2 separate regions of the Zea mays genome follow, and region 2 is linked to region 1. The links are chromatin contacts, called in public Hi-C maps. All regions are on one chromosome and are shown on one strand. The core of a region is the stretch at or near the end of the contact, and the rest is flanking DNA. Distances in the headings are between cores, read along the strand shown.

Region 1 (5,480 bases), core at 1,081-3,580:
AAATAGGATAATTTCTTTTTATCAACCAAAGTGTCTAAATTCCATTACCAAGTTTTGCATAGCTTTAGAGTCACCACACTTGGCAACACATTTCCTGTTGTATTTGTGCTTGCCCTTTTTTATCTGCTTGCATCTTGTTTGGCTCTGTTGAATTATTGCATAGACACACATGATAATTTTATGTGTCATCAAATTTCCAGTGTATGATGTCAGTCGACGAGAGACGTTCACCAATCTTTCTGATATATGGGCCAAGGAAATTGACCTGTATTCAACCAACCAGGACTGTGTAAAGATGCTTGTTGGAAATAAAGTAGACAAGGTAAAGCAATTGTAAAATTTTGTAGTCTCCTTTTGCACCTTTGGAAACAACTGATTTAAACAGTTCGTTTTGGCAGGAAAGTGAGAGGGCTGTCACGAAAAAGGAGGGAATTGAATTTGCCAGGGAATACGGTTGTTTGTTTCTAGAATGCAGTGCGAAAACAAAAGTAAACGTAGAACAGTGTTTTGAGGAACTGGTTCTAAAGGTATGTATATATATTTTCGCAGTACCATGTATGCCGCCTTATTCTTGACAATATTCCAAGCTGCACATACCTGCAAATCGACTATTGAGATTTAGGGGGTGTTTGGTTTCTAGGGACAAAATTTTAGTCTCTCCATTTTATTCCATTTTAGTTTCTAAATTATCAAATACGGAAACTAAAATAGACATTTGGCAGTTTAGGGAATAAAATAGTGGGACTAAAAATAAGAGGGTGTTTGAATGCACTAGAGCTGATAGTTAGTAGCTAAAATTAGTTGGAGACATCCAAACACCATAGCTAATAGTTCAACTATTAGCTATTCGTTAGTTAGCTAATTTCACTAGTAATTTTTTAGCCAGCTAAATATTAGCTCTAGTGCATTCAAACAACACCTTAGTCTCTAGAAACCAAACACCCCCTTAAATGGGGAAGGAAGCAGATAGATAAGATCCTTGTTATTTATAGTATTGGCCTGTATGCACGTTGCAGATCTTAGACACGCCAAGCCTCCTGGCGGATGCTTCCTCAGCAGGGGTCAGCAAGAAGAACATCTTCAAGCAGAAGGCTCCAGAAGCTGACGCCGCCACAGGCAGCTGCTGTTAACATGGTTTTGGTCCTGTATATTGCTATATGTGGTGAAGACAATTGGCAGCAGCTATATAATGATGTATCAAGTTAAACTTACCTGACAATATGTAGTCTTGCCTCCCAACCGCAGCTAAGTAGCAGAGGCACGGGTGGGTGGCATCAATACCGGCATGATACAGTATCAGACACTGTCATCTATATAAGAAACAGCCATACTTCGGTTCGTTGGTTGCCTAAGCTCGCTACTCCAAGTATCTCGGTGGTTGGCCTTGCGCTTCTACTGGTGGACAGCAATATCAACATGTCTATATGTGACAGAAAACAGCCTCACTTCTATTTATTTGTGCCGTGCAGTCGTGCAGATGATATTTCATCTCAATCCACAATAACACATCTTGTGGAAGCAGATTACGTTTGAGCTAATTGTGGACGAATAAAGATTAATGGACTCTAACCATCAATTAGCTATTACTAAATTATATTGTTCATGTATAGTCTTTTTATTTAGTATTAAAAAAACGTGAGCCGATTGTTAGCTCCTGTATCGCGAGCAAGGATGCCAATAAAGAATTTACCGTCTCGCCATCCCCGTTCGCGGATAATCTGTCTTCGTTAGAATATAAATTTATTTTTGTTGAACTAAAACGTAACAAATGAAAAAAAAAACAGAGGAAATAATATTTAGAGATAAAAGCAAACTGATTATATCAAATCAATATATGTTAAGCAAACAAGATTTAAAATCATAAGATATATAATTTTAAAATTTAAATTTGTAGAATTGTAATATGCTAAGGAACTAATTTAGATCGAGAGAAATTTATGGAATGTATACTGAGAACAGGGCTGGGAATGATTCTTCGTCCTCACAAATCCGACGAAAGACCCGTTCGGTTATTCAGGAATCTACTCAAAAAAAATTTTAATTAAAATAATTGTATAATTTGTAGTATAACAATTGATAACCTGAAATAGTTCCTAGTCTTGTTTCAACCTGACCGAACGGGCCGAAGACGATGACCATTAGAATACGAGAGAGGGAGAGGCTTTAATTTCAACTTGTTTACGTTTGGATAAGAAAAGAGGGGAAATTGCAAGAAATCCACCATGTCCCTGCTTTGGGAAAAAGCAAGTAACTTGAGGACTGGGCTGCAAAAGGAAAAGGAGCCGAGGAAGCCCTCCCCTCTCGCCGCAGCCGCACCACCAGACCGACAACCGGCCGGCTTCCCTCGCCCCCGGCGAGGAGTGAAGACAAGCCGACAAGGCAAAACCATCGCCTGTACGGTATCCAACCGCCGTCCCGCCGCACAACCAAGGATAGGGCGGGAGAGGGGGATCTCGCTTTCGCTCCGCTGCCGCATGCGCACCGCCCCTCCTCATGACACCAACTAGGGCACCACCAGCCCCCTTCTCGTCGACCTCCGCGCGGTGACTCTGCTGAGCATCATACCCTTATAGGGCCCGACCCATGGATGTAACTTCGACCGCTGCCGCCTCCGCCTCAGGCGGGGGTAGGTGGTACACGGGCATGTCCGCGGATAACATCAAGGGCCTGGTGCTCGCGCTCTCCTCCAGCCTCTTCATCGGCGCCAGCTTCATTATCAAGAAGAAGGGACTCAAGAAGGCCGCATCCTCCGGCGTCAGAGCGGGTACCCTTTCTCTTTTCCCTTCCCCTGTCCCTACGCCGTGCGCTTGCCTGCTTCTTCAATACGTCTTGGAGAATTGGCCAGTTGTCTTCACTCTGTGCTTCATCATAGAACTGATGCCAAATCCATTAGTTTGAACCTCATTCCCGAGTTAACATGTCTCGTTAGTCACTATTGATATGTAGAACTGTTGTTGATGAAAGATTTCATTTTTTTATGTTTATGTAACAGCTGCAGTTGGAGTTCAACTGCTTCAGTGATTAACTGACTAAAGCTCACTGTATTTCTGCACCAAAATGCACCTTTCTCTAGCAAACCACTTTGTTGATTAAGTAAATTGTGCATTGCATTGCTGGTAAATAATGTGTGACCCGACTTAAAAATTTCAATGACAGATACCCACGCACATGACATCTCTGACTTATGCCCAAAATCGAGAAGGCTTATGTCATGTTATATCTCGGACGCCCCACCCCTCCTACAGGATTTTATATCGCAATTTCAGGCCTCATTTGTACTCTTACCCTGAGGCGTCTGTCTATTTATACTAGCAAACTGCAGTATTAATGTTCCATGTTATTGTTATGACAGGGGTTGGTGGCTATTCTTATTTATATGAGCCTCTTTGGTGGGTTGGCATGATAACAAGTAAGTGCTTACCTCTTCTTTTTCTTCTATTTCGTTGTAATAGATAGCTTCTTAATGTTGAAGCGTATAAATGGATTGCCTAACTTCTCCTATCGGCTTAAGTTTTTAGGTTGAATTGGTTAATGCGTCCACTCTAACACTTAACATACTGTCTCTTCTGTGAAATTCTTTTGCAGTGATTGTTGGAGAAGTTGCAAATTTCGCAGCTTATGCATTTGCACCGGCTATTTTGGTCACTCCTCTCGGTGCTCTTAGCATTATTATCAGGCACGAATTCTCAGTCATAGAACTGTATGTATTGCCTTACTGCAACCTTTTGTTGACTGTATCAGTAATCTGGAGCTATCTTCTGTTCTCCAGCGCTGTGCTTGCACATGTAATGCTGCGGGAGAAGCTGCACATATTTGGAATTCTTGGATGCGCGCTATGTGTTGTGGGATCCACCACAATTGTCCTTCATGCTCCACCAGAGCGTGAAATCGAGTCAGTGACAGAAGTGTGGGATCTGGCTACGGAACCAGGTATTTGCTATTACCCATTGCTTTGTATCTGCTTAATTGGCTACTTCTTTCATGAATAATTACACCACACCACCAAGTCATAACCACTTGGTGTTGTTTTTCAGCCTTCATGTGTTATGCAGCAGTGGTAATTGCTATAGCTGCCATACTTGTTTATCGGTTTGTCCCACTTTATGGGCAGACACATGTCATGGTCTACATAGGTGTTTGCTCTCTCGTTGGTTCCATCTCGGTAAGTGTTCTTTTGATATAGGCATATAGCATGTGTTTATCATCTCCTGGTGTGTGCTTTAATACTAAGTTGTTGGCCTAACTATGCAGGTCATGAGCGTGAAAGCTCTTGGTATAGCATTGAAGCTGACCTTTTCAGGAACGAACCAGCTTATTTACCCACAGACATGGGCTTTTAGTCTGGTTGTCATCTCATGTATCATTACCCAAATGAATTACTTGAACAAGGTATTCTGAGTTTTTGAAAGCACAACTAAAGTCTTCCCTGTGTTCTTGGATTAATTCATTTGTATAATCTTGTCTTCTGGAATTCCTTCCCTGTATAGACATTGTACAGTTATTTTCTTCTTCTCTCGTTGCCTGTATTCTGATTTTTGAAATTCCTGCTGTTTTCGCTAGAAAAAGGTATTTTGATCTCTGTTATCTGAAACCAACTGTTGTTTTCCTCTTTCCTTGATCTAGCATAGCAGCATAATACACGGTGACTAGAATTCTAGAAGTGAACTGGACAAAAAAAGAGGAGATTGGCATATAAGGGCATATGATTCATTTATGTACCTTGTTATTCTCTAACCCAGCAGGACTAGTAGTCCCCAGATGTTGGGAACTCCGATAGATTTGATACCTTAGGGAGATGAAGTCTGAATGTTCTGGTAATATTGGTGATATGATTGAATGGTTAAAACTTCGGTTAGCACTATATACAGCCAAGTTGATTCACCAAGACATCAGCCTTGCCTGACCAATGAAGCAATTATATTTTCTTATAAAACAAATGGTGGTGATGGTTTTTTCTCTCCTTGAATGCAGGCACTTGACACGTTTAATACAGCAGTTGTGTCACCCATTTATTATACCATGTTCACATCTTTAACTATCTTGGCAAGTGTCATCATGTTCAAGGTATGTGTCTCAATTACTGTAGCTTATCGTTTCAGCTTTCATACTTTGGTTGTGAAATTTGAGCAGGGCACTAAATAGTGATTGAGCCAGTGTTCCAAATCCAATTTCAAATGGAGATTTCCTTGGATTGCATTAGACTAAACTGTAAAAGAAGCAGTATGAGCCTGAGCTTCAGCTTTCAGGCATAGCCCGCGAATACTTCTAGTTGGAACACATGAGAAGAGACCACTTAGTTCCATTTTGTATCTGTGGTGCGCAGGACTGGGACAGGCAAAATCCTACGCAAATTGTGACTGAGATGTGTGGCTTTGTTACGATCCTTTCTGGAACTTTTCTTCTACATAAAACAAAGGACATGGCTGATGGTGGTATGCCAACTTTTCCATCTTCCTTCCTTCCTTTGTGGGTTATTTACA
Region 2 (5,130 bases), core at 1,705-4,204, 170 kb after region 1:
ATTAATGAGTTCCGCAGAAAGAAGTAGATCATCAAACAATTTCCTTTTTTGGCTACAGCCCAAGCAGTTCATTTCAAAGTAGAGGATCAAGATCTGGGCTCAAGGTCAAAAGATCTGGAATTGCAAAATCAGTAATAAAATGAAGGATCAACCGCTTACTTCTGATAAGTATAGGATTTTTCCAAACAGTGCTTGTACAGCAAGCTTCCGCTTAAAACCTTGCTCTGTAAAACCAGATAAGTCCATAACTACTGGCCCTGCAATATTTTAAATACAAAAATATCTGAAGTCTGTCATTTACATATCCAATAAATTCAAAATAATAGGAAAGAAATAAAGCTACAATTTAGAGAGTGGGTTTGAAGAGGGCCAGTTGGCAAAGGATAGGAAATAGTTACAAATTTGTACAAATAATATGCATCAGAGGTGGCTTATCGTCACCCCCAGCAATCATGCACTTTCGATTGATTCTTTGGATAAGCATTGCAGGACTTGAAATCAGAACATTGCATCCAATGATGACAGAACATACAATGTTATCAATTTTCCATCAATGCATAACAAAGAATGTTAGTTGATAATAATGTGGAGAAGAGCTATGCACATATTCTAAAAACAAAATGAGGGTCCAACCTAAAAATTTGTTGATTAAATGGAACAAAAGATGAAAAATGGCTGGCATTACTAAGTTTCACAAAGAAGGTTCAACATAAAGGCCAACAAACTTCAGCTGATGGGGAGCAAGAAAAAGAAATAGTTGATTTGCATAAGTAAGCAGCCAGAACATGAGATTCTGGAAATATCTTGTTCTTGTGCTTCCTCTAGTATTTGAATAAGCAGCAGCAGTTAATAGTTATACCTTTTTCCCGGACAATTCGTCTTGAAATCTCATTTAAAATTTCAGCAACTTCTGCATCTTCCAGCATTGATGCCTTCCTAAGATGTATGAGATCCACAACCACATCAGGACTGAACTGTTTTTCATTCAGTGTGTAACGGATGTACTTCCTTACTACATCATCCATGTCAAATCCTGTCTGAGCACACATAAAGTATTTATGAGTCTGTTATTTGCAATGGAAAGAATTTCCAGTAGCAAAGCAAACATTAAATTAGTTGTCACTAGCAATACATATAGACATGTCAGTGTAATGAAATTCCAGTTTGCAAATAACATTATTGTTCTGGCCTACGCAGCACAAAATTTTAATGGGTTTCGGCACTAGTTAACAATAGCATCAACTCACTAACTCTACTGACAGCTAGTGACATTTTGCTTTGAGCACAACCAACACTAGAGTAAATAAGCAAGTATATCCAACCTACCATTTCAATATCATTTATCTAAGGGCCTGTTTGGAACCACCCAATTTTTAAGAAACCGGTTTATGGAAACTGAGGTGGTTCCAAACATACTAGTTTATGCCTCAGTTTATAGAAATTGGATTCACAGTTTCTTCAAAACCAAGAAGCTAGCCTCTCCTAGCTAAAAAATAAAAACGGGTTTCTTAAAAACTGGGTTTCTTCCAAACAGGACCTAAATCAGTTTCTCAAATCAAAAATAAAAGTATAAAACCAATGGAAAAATAGGCAACATACCTTTTGCATTAGGTCCTGAAGAGCAGGATAATTTATTGCCTCCCTGCCCTTCTGAAACAGATCATCTAGTGACTTCAACAAGAATATATTCTTACTCACCTACAGAGGAATACTTCTTTAATATTAAGTGCCAACAAAACCTAGACACCAAATAGTTCTAGATTGCAATCTGTTTGCGAAAAAATAGCATGCAAATGGGAAAATATCAAATTTAGGATAACATCAAGCTTGCAATCAACAAAGAAAGAAAGGCAGAAAGCTCAAATTTGCTTTAGCACCTCTACATATTTAAAAAGGTATCTAGTTGATGACTATAGAGGAGTAAATTTATAAAATGTTTTAGAACTGAAATTGCAGGCTCTTTTAGTTTAATTTAAGAAAGGCTGTAAAAAGTTTATTTAGGGGGTGTTTGGTTACACCCCGCTAAAGTTTAGCCCCTATCCCATCGAATGTTTAAACCTCCGTTCCGGGTATTAAATGTAGTCGGATTATAAAACTAATTTGTCAGCCGAAGATTAAAAGACGAGACGAATCTAGTCCAATTGGTTGGGTCTATATTTCATACTCCTATTTAAAAGTCAAACGCTTGATGTGACCCGGGCTAAACTTTAGCAGGAGCAACCAAACACCCCCTTAGTATAATTCCAAGATGCTATACAGTAATGCAACAGATAGATAAATTTGCGAACACAAATTAGCTGCTGAAAGAAGGAATGGAATCTATCATTTATCATTTCCCATCACTCTGACAAAGCAAACCCTCTAAACAGCAAATCCAATGAAGCTAGACCCTGCAAACCAATGTTCCTACCCTTCGCTTCTTCTTAGTGTGCGGCGAGGTGAACTTGCGCACGGTGCGGACGACCGCGAGCACAAAGGAGACCCCGACGTAGGCGAGGGGAACCGCGAGAAGCCATGGAACAGGGCTAGAGCCAACACGGGGCCCTGGGATGGCCTGTGTGACGGTGCCAGTGAACTCCACGAGGTCCAGCGCCTTGTCCTGGATCCAGGGCATCTCCTCCTCGACCTCCTCCTCCTCTTCTTCCACGTCCCGCTTCGGGACCGCGCTGGGATTCGCGGGCTGACGCGAGGCGGCGGCAGCAGGGGGCTGGCTGCCGGCGCGCTTAGCGCGGACGACGAGAAGCGGCGCCGGTCGCCGGGGCGCTGTACGGGCGGGGATGGTTAGGCTGAACGGGCAGCGACGAAAACAAACGCTACCGCGGTCCATCGGGGCGGCGAGCGGATGAAAGAAAGAGGTGGTCGCCATCGAGGTGGCGCTGGGATTAGGGCTTATCGTGGTAGGGGCTTCAGGTGGAGGAAGTTCACCGGCAGCGGAAAGGTTTGGAGGAAGAGGACGACTGAACGAGCAGGGAATACGGGCCGAGCGGCCCAGTAAGGAACAGCTGATGTTTGGAGCATCTCCAACAACATGATTTAAAATAGTACCTTAAAAATTAAAATACTATATAATTCAAATTGTTTAGTGTACTAGTGATAAATTACGCTCTAACAGTTAAGTCCTAAATAATATATTTTCGAAAATGAATTATGTTATTAAAAAATAAAATGTTGAGAATGCTGTAGAAAATAAAGATAGGTACTAGTCTAGGGTGTAGTATATTTGTGTTACTTTATGGAGTGCTCTATATTTTTTTCACAAAAAAATTATAAAATAGAGCACGGTTGGAGTTGTTTTTATGTGTTGAACCCTATATTTTAAGATAGAGCACTGGTTTAAGGCACAATTAGAGATGCTCTTACATGTATGTCATTATAAACAATCATATTTTTTCTATAATATGAGTCGATAAAGCTGATCCTTAATTTCTCATCTCATCTCTATTTCAAATTTCATTCTACAAACAATACAATTTTACGTCCCTATTTTACACTGTCCGCTTTAAAGTTCTCTCCTATGGTCGCAAGAAACTTCTTTTCTTTGTAGACCACCACTGTCGTCTATTTTTCTAATGACAGCAGTTAACATCCAATGAAAATGATGTTTTTCCCTCAGTAGAAAATGCATTTAAAAGGTTATTTTCTCTCTCTAATGTCACTGTAACGGCATGTATTTTGCATTAAAAAATAATTTTTTACTCTGATACCATGGTGACAGCTTATATGTGCATATATGAATTTCCAATAACTATAATAAATTTATAATACATCTAAAAAAGTCCCACAATTGTTACAACCAAAACTACGGTTTAATGACATGTTTGGTTATATAACTAAGGTGCCAAAAGTTACATATTTTTCGTTACACTTGTCTAAGATAAGATTAGGCACTTAAATTATTCGCGCACATCTTATCATGCGTAAGATAAGAGAATTTCGTCACACCTTTTAAGTTATTGATAAGTGAGACCTACACAGCAAGAGAAAAATCTTGCTACAATCGTGGCTACAAACCAAACATAGGCCTAAACTGGTGAAATCTTCCTAATCTTAGACGTGATAAACTATAGTGAGAGTGCCAGCGAACCAAACAGATTCTAAATCAAATAAATCGAGACATAAAGGGTCCAAAATTATCATCTAGAACATATAGAAGTACATTTCAATGTCTAGAACTATTTAACTTAAATACTTATTTTGGTTGTTGCAATTATAAAAAAATAATACATTGCAAATTTATTATATTTATTAGAATTGTTTATGCGCACATAGAGAAATTAAGTTTCATGCTACAGTAGTGCAGAGCTAAAATTTTGCACTAATATGGAAGAAACTGTGATATTTTACAATGGCACATAGGTAAAAGAGTCTAGCTAGCCATGTCGAACAATATGATATGCTATGTCGCTATACCCTTCCATTTTAAAAAAAAAAGACATAGGAGCATCTTCAAGTGTCTTTTTAAAATTTGCTTTCTAAATTATCATCTGAAGAGTTGGTTGTACCCTCCAATAGTTTACCTTGTGCACACTTTAAAGTGCTATACTCATTTTTTATTGTTAACTAATGAAAAATTTAGAATAAAGCATGTCAATATTTAGAGATCTAAATAAGATCTCGGAGGGTGTTTTTTCACTACCATCTCTATTTCTCTAAATTAAATAGAATGTAAATAGTTTCTTAGAGGTGCTCTAACGATTTGCGATGTCTCCTTACACGCTTATTTGTTTGCATTAGACTATGCATGCATCCTAAATTAGCACAAACATATATAATGCATTGATGTTCAATTGTTCTACGCAGAAGACATGTCTAACACTCTAACTAGTGCATAGCTAGTAAAATTCATATGAAAAAAAGGATAAAAATCATGTGCATTAGAGGATAAAATTCCTACGACTTTGTCTTGTAAGTACATATGGACCTGAAATGTGTTATGTTCATATATATTTTTACAAAGTAACTCTATATCTCAGTTTTTGATACAATGTGCATCTATAGATGTGCTCCATTTAAAAAAAGCTTATAGGTATGTGCTTCACTGAGGTCTTTATTATTGCACGGAATGAAAGGTTTGCATCCAGCATTATCCATAATACGATTTTGTTTTAGTTACTTATATTTTGTTACATG

The links. A called contact is a pair of places that touch in the nucleus more often than the background predicts.
Region 2: a contact with region 1 is called in a Hi-C map of ear, with 2.6 times the contacts expected there. The contact joins the promoter of LOC100382145 here to the promoter of LOC100274084 in region 1. A contact is called at or near these places in 4 of 25 Hi-C or Micro-C datasets (ear, leaf and tassel).

The regions. Positions count from the first base shown.
Region 1 is chr2:27,954,063-27,959,542 of Zm-B73-REFERENCE-NAM-5.0, forward strand. It overlaps LOC100274084 (putative magnesium transporter NIPA4), which reads left to right and starts at 2,331. Exons shown (of 9, transcript NM_001148463.1): 1 at 2,331-2,764; 2 at 3,353-3,409; 3 at 3,586-3,676; 4 at 3,770-3,930; 5 at 4,035-4,162; 6 at 4,252-4,389; 7 at 4,972-5,064; 8 at 5,324-5,432. The coding sequence starts at 2,584. It overlaps LOC100502273, which reads left to right. Exons shown (of 6, transcript NM_001196750.1): 4 at 201-322; 5 at 399-527; 6 at 1,017-1,338. The coding sequence ends at 1,130.
Region 2 is chr2:28,124,278-28,129,407 of Zm-B73-REFERENCE-NAM-5.0, forward strand. LOC100382145 reads right to left here and starts at 2,955. Exons shown (of 6, transcript NM_001174905.1): 1 at 2,411-2,955; 2 at 1,600-1,698; 3 at 860-1,037; 4 at 160-257. The coding sequence starts at 2,866.